Regions from separate parts of the Mus musculus genome. Here region 1 is linked to region 2. Evidence: chromatin contacts called from public promoter capture Hi-C data. All regions are on one chromosome and are shown on one strand. The core of a region is the stretch at or near the end of the contact, and the rest is flanking DNA. Distances in the headings are between cores, read along the strand shown.

Region 1 (4,865 bases), core at 1,252-3,751, 540 kb before region 2:
CAACTGGCTGCCACCTGTCTCTCACATACCAGCTCTATCTGCTCTGAAGCAAAACAAGAGATACTACAAAGTCAATTGTGGAACCACAAGCCTGAAGAATGAAGAAAAAGCTATGTTGATATTAATAACTTAGCTAGAGGCATGCACGGTTCATTGCAAAGTATTAAACAACAACAAAACAGAACCTGGTATGTTAAAAAAAAATGAACAGAGCCAAAGTGAGGGAGGGCCATGGTGAGAGAAAGAGGTTTAGAGTTGGAGAGCACGGTTTGAATCTAAGCTTCTCTGCCGATGGGTTGAGTGGCTCTGGGTAAATGATGTAAACTTGCATAAGCATCAAAGGGTCAAACTCAGAGACTTTTCGGGAGAATTCCAATGAGATAATAATGTCTGTAAAGCAGTCATCCCTAGCTGAGCTCGCTGTCAGTGGCAGCTGTAGCACATGCCAAGGGCGGTGCATGCTGATGCTGACAGCACATAGGATCACTGCTCAGGGGATCCAGGCCCCTCTAAGCTCTCCCCTGCACTTTGTATGTATGTAGGCACAGGCACAGAGTCATCAGACAGCTTGAGTCTATCATCTTGCCGTTCTCCACAGTAGCAATGCATTCTCAGTATCACAGTTCAGCAGGTCATTTAGTCTTCTTAATGACACGATACAGACAAACCTCAGTGACAGCTAAAATTAGTTTTCCTTTGAGTCTCTTTGATTATGTCTCTAACCCTTTGAGCACTCCTTTTACCCCCTAAGTCCTGGTATTGTACAGGGGCCAATTAGAGATGTTAACCATCCTACCCACAGTACCAGCATTCTTTGGCATTGGGGTGGTGAAGATGTACTAATTTTGACCCATCTGCTAAAGAAAGTCCCTAATAACTTGACCATATATGTATGCATGTATACACACACACACACACACACACACACACACACACACACACACATACACACACACATTTATATGTTAATAAGAGCACTAAAGCTGGGTTAACATTGAACCACATTGTCAGTGTGCAGTTTAAAATTCATATACATTTCTCCAAAGTTAATCATTGTCTGATTTCCCTCTAGTCATAGTCAGCCTAGGCCCACATGCCCCTTGGCACGCCCTTTCTGCTGACCAGCACATTTGAGTCTTTTAGTCTGTCTTCTCTTAGCTTGTGGATCTCCGGCTTTCTGTCTAACTTTAGTATTTAGGGGTTCGGGCCTCATCCTCATTCTTTGAATGCTGTGGCAGCCCACTAGCTGGTCTCTGTTATTTGTGCGCTATACTTCCTCAGCACGACTTTATAGGATGCTAACGTAATCACGTTGCAGTCCTTAAAAAGGAATGTTCAGTGCATATTCTAACTATGCTGGTAAGCCTCCACCATCTACTTCTGTTCCTCTTCCAGTCACATGGGCCATTGCTGTGGCTTTCCCTGGGGGATACCAGCCCACATCATGCCAGTCCATTCTTGACTTTGCTCAGGCTTGCTTCTAGCAAAGTACCTTCGTGGTTTTTTTTTTTTTTTTTTGTCTGTTTCGAGACAGGGTTTCTCTGTGTAGCCCTGGCTGTCTTGGAACTCACTTTGTAGACCAGGCTGGCCTCGAACTCAGAAATCCGCCTGCCTCTGCCTTCCGGGTGCTGGGATTAAAGGTGTGCACCACCATGCCCAGCGTACCTTTGGTTCTTGCTTACTCTCAACTCCCACCCAGCTGTTATCTCTCATTTAAGGATCGACTGCTCCTCCTTTTACTAGAAATTCTAACTACACCCAGTGTAAGATGCTTTACACTGCTCATAGCTCTGTGATTTAAAATACACTTCCTTCTTCCTTCTTAGAATGCTTGAGTCTGTGGTAAGGTCTAGGCCCATCATTTCTCATGTCTTTAGGCTCCACTAACACAGCAATAAATGCAAAGCACACATTTGTCATGTGTCTGAACAACGTAGTACTTTAAAAACTGCTGCAGTGAAAGACCCTCTCTGCAACTGTGCTCTTGCTCCGTCCTGGGTTGTCACACAGAAGCCATGGACGTGTCGATGTATGGCATCCAGCCGTGAAGTGCAAGTCCTCTCAGAGCTCTCATTGTTACACAAGCGGCATGCAAAAACAGCTGTATGGTTACAAACCAGGCTATAAGGTTATATACTGGGAATTTCCATACTTAGTGGGAAAGATCATCAAAACATACAAAGTGAGGAAGAGAAAATGTTTAATATGAATGGTCGTTTCTTGTAGGTGGAAGTGTTACAGTTTTCGTATGTGTGTGTGTGTGCATGTGTGTTCATTCTAAATGCTTTATGAAGATTCTGCATTATACAATCAACATTTTTATAGTAGTTGCCATAAGTGTGAAGTAATTTTTCAAGAAGGCAAGAAATCTCTTCTTTGCTTGCCTATATTCTCATGGTTCCAGCAGCCTCCTTTGCTGTGGTATCTGAACATTTCTGGCTGCAAGTCACCATTTATTGCCACTAGATGTCACCAAACTACTTGCAATATTAGTGTAGATGCCCTGTGCATATTCAAACAGTTAAAAATATTTAAACACCATTATTCAGTGTTCTTTGGTGTCACACAAAGCATTCAGAATTTGAAGAATTAGTAAGAAAAGGCACATTACATAATGTTCTGCTTCTTATGTAACAGGTGAGGGCTACATGAATCCCTTGGTTTTATGTAATTCATATTTTACTGACTTCTTAATATGATTGGGAGGGGAAAATTGACACGAGAGTCTTGTTTAAATGTAGGATTATTTCCAGTTGATTCCAAGCACTTTTTTTTACATAATATATAGCAAAAACAGAGGCCAGCACCCCAAAACTCCTTCCTGAGAAGTGTTTTCCTTGAGCTGAACGCAGCTTCCGCCACAGCATCTGTAGCTCTTGGGATAATGAATCAAAACATAGCACTGGGATTCTTTCTGGAACATGTTAATTATTACAAAGCAGTTTAAAATTCATTTGGTGCTTCAGGAAGCAAAACCAATAACCTCTTCTCGAGGAACTGAAGAAGGCATCTCTTTAGCAAAGGGCAACTGAGAGCCATGTCTTTAAACGTTTGAACCTATTTACTGGGTAGGTTCAAAACCGGTCTTTTTTTCTGATTGGCTCTGTTAACAGCTAAAGTGAAGGGTTTAAGGCAGCTTGTTTCCAATCATTTTTGTTGAGAACGAAAATGAGAAGCCAATCAAAAGGCGTTTAAGTTAGGCAGTGGGTTTTGGGAAAGAAGTCTGTGCATTCCCTCCTGCTACTTCTCTCTACTGTGGAGTTCAGTGTTGAAATCATGGCATGTTATCCACCTTAAGCTTCACCATGGGAAAAGGGGCCAACACACAATAGCCTTTTAAGCAAAAATATAACTGAACCGGCCTGGTTGTTTTCTAGAGGTTTTCAATTGTTACCCATTATAAATCGCACATGTTAAGTCTTATCCACAGTATTGAGGATTTTTGACTATTGTCTAATTATAAGCATTCTATATCACTTTTATTTATTATGACATATTCTCTGCACGAAATTAAAAGGCAATAAGGATCATTAAGTCTAACTAAGTTTATTTACAGGGAAAAAAGCTACCATTAACAATAAGGAGGAAACTAAACCAACCCAGCAGCCCACACATCTCAGTTTATGAGACATTTTTAAAAGAGATCGTGGTACCGATCATTATATTTCAGATGCTACCAACCCAAAGCAAATAAGTCTACACGTCACCGGGGATTTTTAACTTCCACTAGTCTGACTCTAGTGAGGTTAGTATAACAAATGCCATCTTTACTTTATTTTGTGCAGAAACTATGAATTTTAAGCACTAGGAAAATAAGTATCATGAAAAACAGAATAGCCTCATCACGATGGGGCTCCAGGTTCTGTACTCGTTTATCAGGTACAACTTGACACTTGTGTGGATTGTGCTCCGAGCCCTGTTTCATTTGCTACTCATGTGCCATTGTACCACACAGAGAGGTCAGATCTTCTTGCAATATTGTAATATGGAATTGCAATTTGGTTTTTCTGTCCTAGGTGTCTCCTGAAAATTTCTTTACTTAAACCTTTCGTATGAAATATTCATCCGAGCTGCTCTGATATGGTGACAATCCTCAACTGTAAAGTGGAGGAGCCATTTTTGGACGTGTCTCTTCAGATGCTCAGATTTGCTTCTCTCTAGTACTTAAGAAATGAATAGCCTCCATCAGCTACGTATAAGGCCTGATAAGCTCACCCTGTGACACACTTTGTACTGTTATTATTCGGTGTCTTCCTTTCATATGTCCACCAAACGCCTCTAGTTTAGCTCCAAAGCACAGTGCATTTCCTCTGTTATTTTCATATTCACCCTCTCACTGATGCAGCTGATTGCTGCCACTGAAGTAGACAAGAGTTCTACTGGTAGGCTCTCATCCATGAAATTGCAGAGTCTAAGACTAGCTTTACATATTTTGAAATTAAAGTGTGTGTGTGTGTGTGTGTGTGTGTGTGTGTGTGTGTGTGTACATGAGAAAATGTGCTGTGTGAGAGTGTGTGAGAGAGTGTATATGTGTGTGTATGTGTGTGAGAGAGAGTGTGTGTGAGTGTATGTGTACATGTGTGAGTTTGTGTGAGAGTGTGCCTGTGTGTGTGTGTCTCAATTACTTTAAAGACATTTTGCTAATTTGCTGCAATCTTTTGCATCCTGTGTTTTAATGAATGTTCCAGGGAAGAGTTGTAGTGAGAGGTTGGTTTCTCGAAATGAGAGGCATCGGCATTCACAGAATTTGGTCAAAAAGAAGTCCAGCACTAAATTGCATGTTGCTTTGGGTGTCAGCCATGAAAATTTGCTCAGCTCACTGCTGAAGGATATTGAAACACATTTCTCGCCGACATGGCGTCATC
Region 2 (4,885 bases), core at 2,219-4,718:
TAAATTTTATTTTCTGTTTCTGCTACCCCTCTTAGTTGGACCAAGTTTAAAGTTCTCCTAATCTGACTTTTATTCAAATCAGACTTTTTTTCTTTTTCAAACTGCTTTCTATTGTTGATTTTAAATTACTAGATAATTCCAAAATTATTGGGACATATAACCTGTTTGAAAAACACCTACAAGATTAGCATTGTTTTATGCACCCTGGTCACTCATTTAGGGTAGAATGTTGATTAAAGCTTTGAAACTTCTTGGACGATGTCGTTAGATATCATCAGAGTTACCTCAGCAACATTAGCCAAAATGCAAACTGGAAAGAATTCATTTCAAAAGACTCAGTCATGGGGCTGGTGAGATGGCTCAGTGGGTAAGAGCACCCGACTGCTCTTCTGAAGGTCTGGAGTTCAAATCCCAGCAACCACATGGTGGCTCACAATCACTCATGAGATCTGAGGCCCTCTTCAGGTGCTGTCTGAAGACAGCTACAGTGTACTTACTTAATTATAATTAATAATAATAATAAAAAAAGACTCAGTCATTAATTTTAGTCACAACTTATTTCTTAAGTACTCTTTTGTTTTCCAAGGGTAAAATATCTAGAAGGGCTTGAAATCACTAATGCCCTCCCAAATCCTCCATGTGTTTTGCTCATTATTTTGTAGTCAAAAGAGAAATATACCAGGTTCCTTAGATATATCCATTCATTCCTTTGCCATTCAGCAAAAGTTAGTACCAGTTCGCAGCCTTCCAGTCTTCACATGCCTACCATAACAATTTCCACACTCACTGGGTGTGGCACATGGCTGAAATCCCAGCTCCAGCTCCAGCTCCGGTGAGGAGGAAACAGGACCATAGCCCATTGAGGTCATCTTTGCCTACAGAGTGAGATGCTGTCTCAATCCAGCTCCCCATAGGAAAGAAACTTGGAACTGTCAACTCTGTGTGTATGTGAGTGTGTGTGTTTGAGTGTGAGTGTGTGTGAGTGAGTGTGTGTGTGTGAGTGTGTGTGAGTGTGTGTGTGAGTGTGTGTGTGAGTGTGTGTGTGAGTGTGTGTGTGTATGTGTGTGAGAGGGTGTGTGTGAGAGAGAGAGAGAGAGAGAGAGAGAGAGAGAGAGAGAGTGTGTGTGTGTGAGGTTCTGCTGGCTATAGAGTTCAAGCTGCTTTAAGTTTTGTTGTGTCTTTGTGTTGCTTCCTTTTTTTTTTTCTTCATCTAGTAATGGCTTAGGTTCTTTAAAATAATTTCAATTTCTTGGTCTGTTTCTGTCTTTTGCTTCCTTTTCAACTATTTCCAGCACCCTACAAGAATCTTTCACATCATGGATACAGCATAAGGAGTTATTCACAGATTTTTCTTCCAAAGTGGTTCACCCGTGTTTTTCTCTCTCTCTCTCTCATAAAATTGATGAGTATGTGAAGTTGTTCTGAGAAACCTTGTCTAGCTTTGAATTGACCTCCAATGTAGTCTTGACCCACTTCTGTTCCTTGAATATGGGGCTCATAATTCCTGTTCTGGTTATTACCATTTGACTGTTTAGTGTCATTTCAAACGAAATGCTTAGAGAATGAATCGTCCTTCTCCCCAACCTGCTTCTTTTCTGTTTTCTGTCTCAATTATTAGCAGCAGAGAATCACACACATTTCTCAAAAAACCATAGAGTCCTTGGTGACACTTCTATTTCCCTACCATTGGAGAATCTGCGTAAACAGCAGGGTCTCCATCCTGCCTCCACATTAAGAACTCTAGCCTCTTGTTTCTCAGCACCTCCACTACCATCATGATGATCCTGTAGAGGGAGGGGCAACAGCTAGGGTCCCTAACCTACTGCCCCTGCTTTTATTCCTTTCGCTTGCGATTTGCTTCCTGCATAACAGTCAAAGAATGTTCCTTCAAAACATGTTAATCACATCTACTGGCTTGTTGAAATCCTCCCAGTGGTTCAGTGGTGCATTGAGAATAAACCACAAACAATTTAGCACAGCTTTGAAGAACTGGTTCCTATTTGCCCTCCAGCCTCATTTCTTCTGTGCCTTAAGCAAGTGCAGTAAGCCCTCTCTTGGGGTCTTTTGCATGCTATATGACTTGAAGACCATTACCTAAGCTTGTCTTAAGACCAGTCCTTCCCATCAACCAGTCCTTGGCTCAAATGGAAACACCCCAGGAAAGATTTGTTTTCTTCACTGGTCAAAGTGTTGAGCCTCATGTTCTTGATCATGGTTACTGCTGTTAACCACTGTGTTACTGTTATTTATGGCAATTGTTGCTGTCAGAACTAACTTCATTTACTGTCTTACTTTTATATTTTCAATGTAATCAGTTATGGCAAGAACATAGTCTGACTTCATAAGTGGATAGCTAGTGCCCGCAGACTCTGGGACAGAAGTCCTGTGTTCAGAGCTATGATAGCTAGAAAGCACAGATGGCTTAGGTAAAACTAGTTCCTTTAAAGCAGTCTGTAAACTTAGGAACGACACCCCTATCCAGTCTACTCAAATAGTCGTTTGTACCATTAATTTAGAGAGTTTTCTAGAATAGTGAATTGACTATATGTAGGTGGGAATTTCAAGATTCCATTACTGACATACAACACAACTCTGTAGAAAACCACATCTCAATGTTCTGGTCCAGAAGAGAACCATTAATCAAAAACAGACAAACAAGCAAACCAACCAAAACAAAACAAAATTAACACACTGCAAACGAAAATATGCAAAAATGGTTTGTGTGCTTGTGCATGTAAGAGGACACATTGGGGAAACTAAAGTGAGAAGAAGCGCTGCCAAGATGGAGCCTGTTCAGAATTTACTAAGAATTATCAGAAGGCCTCTGATAACAATCATTGCAGCCTGTTAAACCAAATAGGGTCCCTGTACATCTACAGATGCAAAGAACCCATCCCGATAGAAAGGACAGAAATATAGTCAGGCTCTACTGTCTCTGAAGCACCTCTTTTTGCCCAGCCACCAGTATAATCAGATCAAAATTAGTGCTGTGGGTGTGGGGCTGGAATTGCTCCTAGAAAGCCAGGTTAAGGTTGACAGTTTTGAAGAGGCTGAAACACAGAAGTTCCAAACACAAAACAAAGTAGAAAGCAAGAACCCTATTTAGACCCTTAAGAAGGCGGTGGGTGGAGCAGGTGGGGTTGATGGAAAGGATACAGACTCCGCTATTACAAGAGAGACACGGTTTTAAAGAGGTCAGCTGACTGGCCCTTTAACAAACTCGAGGGCTCCCAGAGGGAGTCCCCCGTTAGGTGGGCTCTACCAGGCTGGCGTTTCCCGGTCCACTCCTGTGCGGGCGCTTGGAAGGGGGTGGTCAGGACTGCCCTGAATGGGCGGGTCCGCGGCTTTAGAGTCCGCCGAGTGGGCTGGGGCGGCTGCTGCGCGCAGGGGGCGGCTCCCCGTCGGGCTCCGGTTCCCCTCGTCGGCTCCGCGGCGCCGCCCTCGCCCCGCCCCGCCCCGCCGGCGCCGGTCGCGCGGACCCGCCGTGGTCCCCGGAGCGGAGCGCGCCGCGGCCGCAGTAGCTGGGCGCCTCCCCCGCGCTGCCGCGCGCCCGCCTGCTCGCCTGCCCGCCCGCCGGCCCCGGCTCCGCTCGGCCATCTTCGCGGCTCCCGCCCTCACCAGCTCCGGTCGCGCGCCCTGTCCCCGCGCGCGGACTTTCCCGGAAAGTTTGGTGGTTCTTCTCCGCCGCCGCAGGCAGCGGCGCCGCGCCCCACGTCCGCCAAACTTTGGGGCTCACTGGCGCGATGAGCGTCCCTCCGCTGCTGCGACCGCCTAGCCCGCTCCTGCCCGCCGCGGCCGCCGTGGCTGCTGCCGCCGCTGCGCTGGTCCCAGGCTCCGGGCCCGCGCCCTTCCCGGCGCCTGGGGCCGCCCCGGCGGGGGGCATCTCGTTCCATCTGCAGATCGGCCTGAGCCGCGAGCCGGTGCTGCTCCTGCAGGACTCCTCTGGCGACTACAGCCTGGCGCATGTCCGGGAGATGGCTTGTTCCATCGTGGACCAGAAGGTAAGGTGCCCCGGGTCCACCAACTTTGCAGCCGACCTCGCCTGCGCCGTACAGCCTGGCTGTGGCCGGACTGCATGCCCTAGCCCCAGGCACTGCTCTGCCTGCCGCGCAGTCTTCCTGGGGGCTGACCTCCTGCTCCTTCTCTGGCACGCCTGCCTTCTCACCTCCTTTACCTCCCTTCTTGCGATGACAGTTCAAGGAATCTTGCACTTTTCTCCTCGCGCTCCGGCGTATTCTTGAGGTTTCCTGGCTGTCCTGACTCTTTTTCCCTGGACCAGAGCCTACCTGGTACCAGATCCGCTTTCCAGCGCCAGAGATCCCTTGGGACAGCCCAGAGCTTTTTCAGCCCCACTCCCTTCCACTACATCCTCTTTCAGCTCTAATTGATGCTGAGGAGTTCCGGGTGTGACCTGGACGCCAGGAATTTCTCACCTGCCAATAGTGCTTTTAAGAAAGGGTGATTGATTAAGCCAGCTGTGAAAACAACCGAGGAGTTGGTACCACTACCCAAGTCCGCCCTGGATTTAGTACTACCACTGTGCGAGCTTAGAAACATTTTCCAACAATAAAACCTGAAATTTACAGCGTTTTTTGGCTTAAATTTCCATGCACTGATCTTGGGAGACTGGAGTAGTGAGAAGGTCTGTGGTTCCAAGAACATCCAGTGCTGGCTTTGCTCTTAAGTTTGAGGCTATGGGACTTTGGATAGTGGTCATCAAAGACTGGCTGGGGAGAGGCCCATAAAGCTGGGCTAGGCCACCCATCATTGTTTCCAGTGCACTTTTGAAGTTAGGTTATCTCCACAGCCATCCAGAAGGATGCTTCATGTAAGGGGGAAGGGCCCTTGGTGCCACTCCTTCACAGTATGGACTGCCAGGGTTCTG

Evidence for each region. Promoter capture Hi-C pulls out the DNA fragments that hold promoters and counts their contacts.
Region 1: a promoter capture Hi-C map of hippocampal neurons shows a contact between it and region 2, with 4 times the contacts expected there. The contact joins the enhancer-like site here to the promoter of Prkd1 in region 2. A contact is called at or near these places in 7 of 39 promoter capture datasets (cranial neural crest, frontonasal cranial neural crest, hippocampal neurons and 3 more), 3 of 484 Hi-C or Micro-C datasets (cerebral cortex, cortical neurons and embryonic somatosensory cortex) and 1 of 115 datasets of contacts at active chromatin or transcription factors (embryonic forebrain).

What each region holds. Positions count from the first base shown.
Region 1 is chr12:51,186,032-51,190,896 of GRCm38.p6, reverse strand. No RefSeq gene overlaps it. Among named protein-coding and RNA genes, the nearest start is that of Gm34745, 31 kb to the right of the region's middle. Within about 2 kb of position 2,501, at least 15 of the 459 cell types and tissues checked have an H3K27ac peak or open chromatin away from gene starts, as enhancers often do. A contact at or near this core is called in cortical neurons and hippocampal neurons, where this site is marked.
Region 2 is chr12:50,647,832-50,652,716 of GRCm38.p6, reverse strand. Prkd1 (protein kinase D1) reads left to right here and starts at 3,468. Exons shown (of 19, transcript NM_008858.4): 1 at 3,468-4,001. The coding sequence starts at 3,744.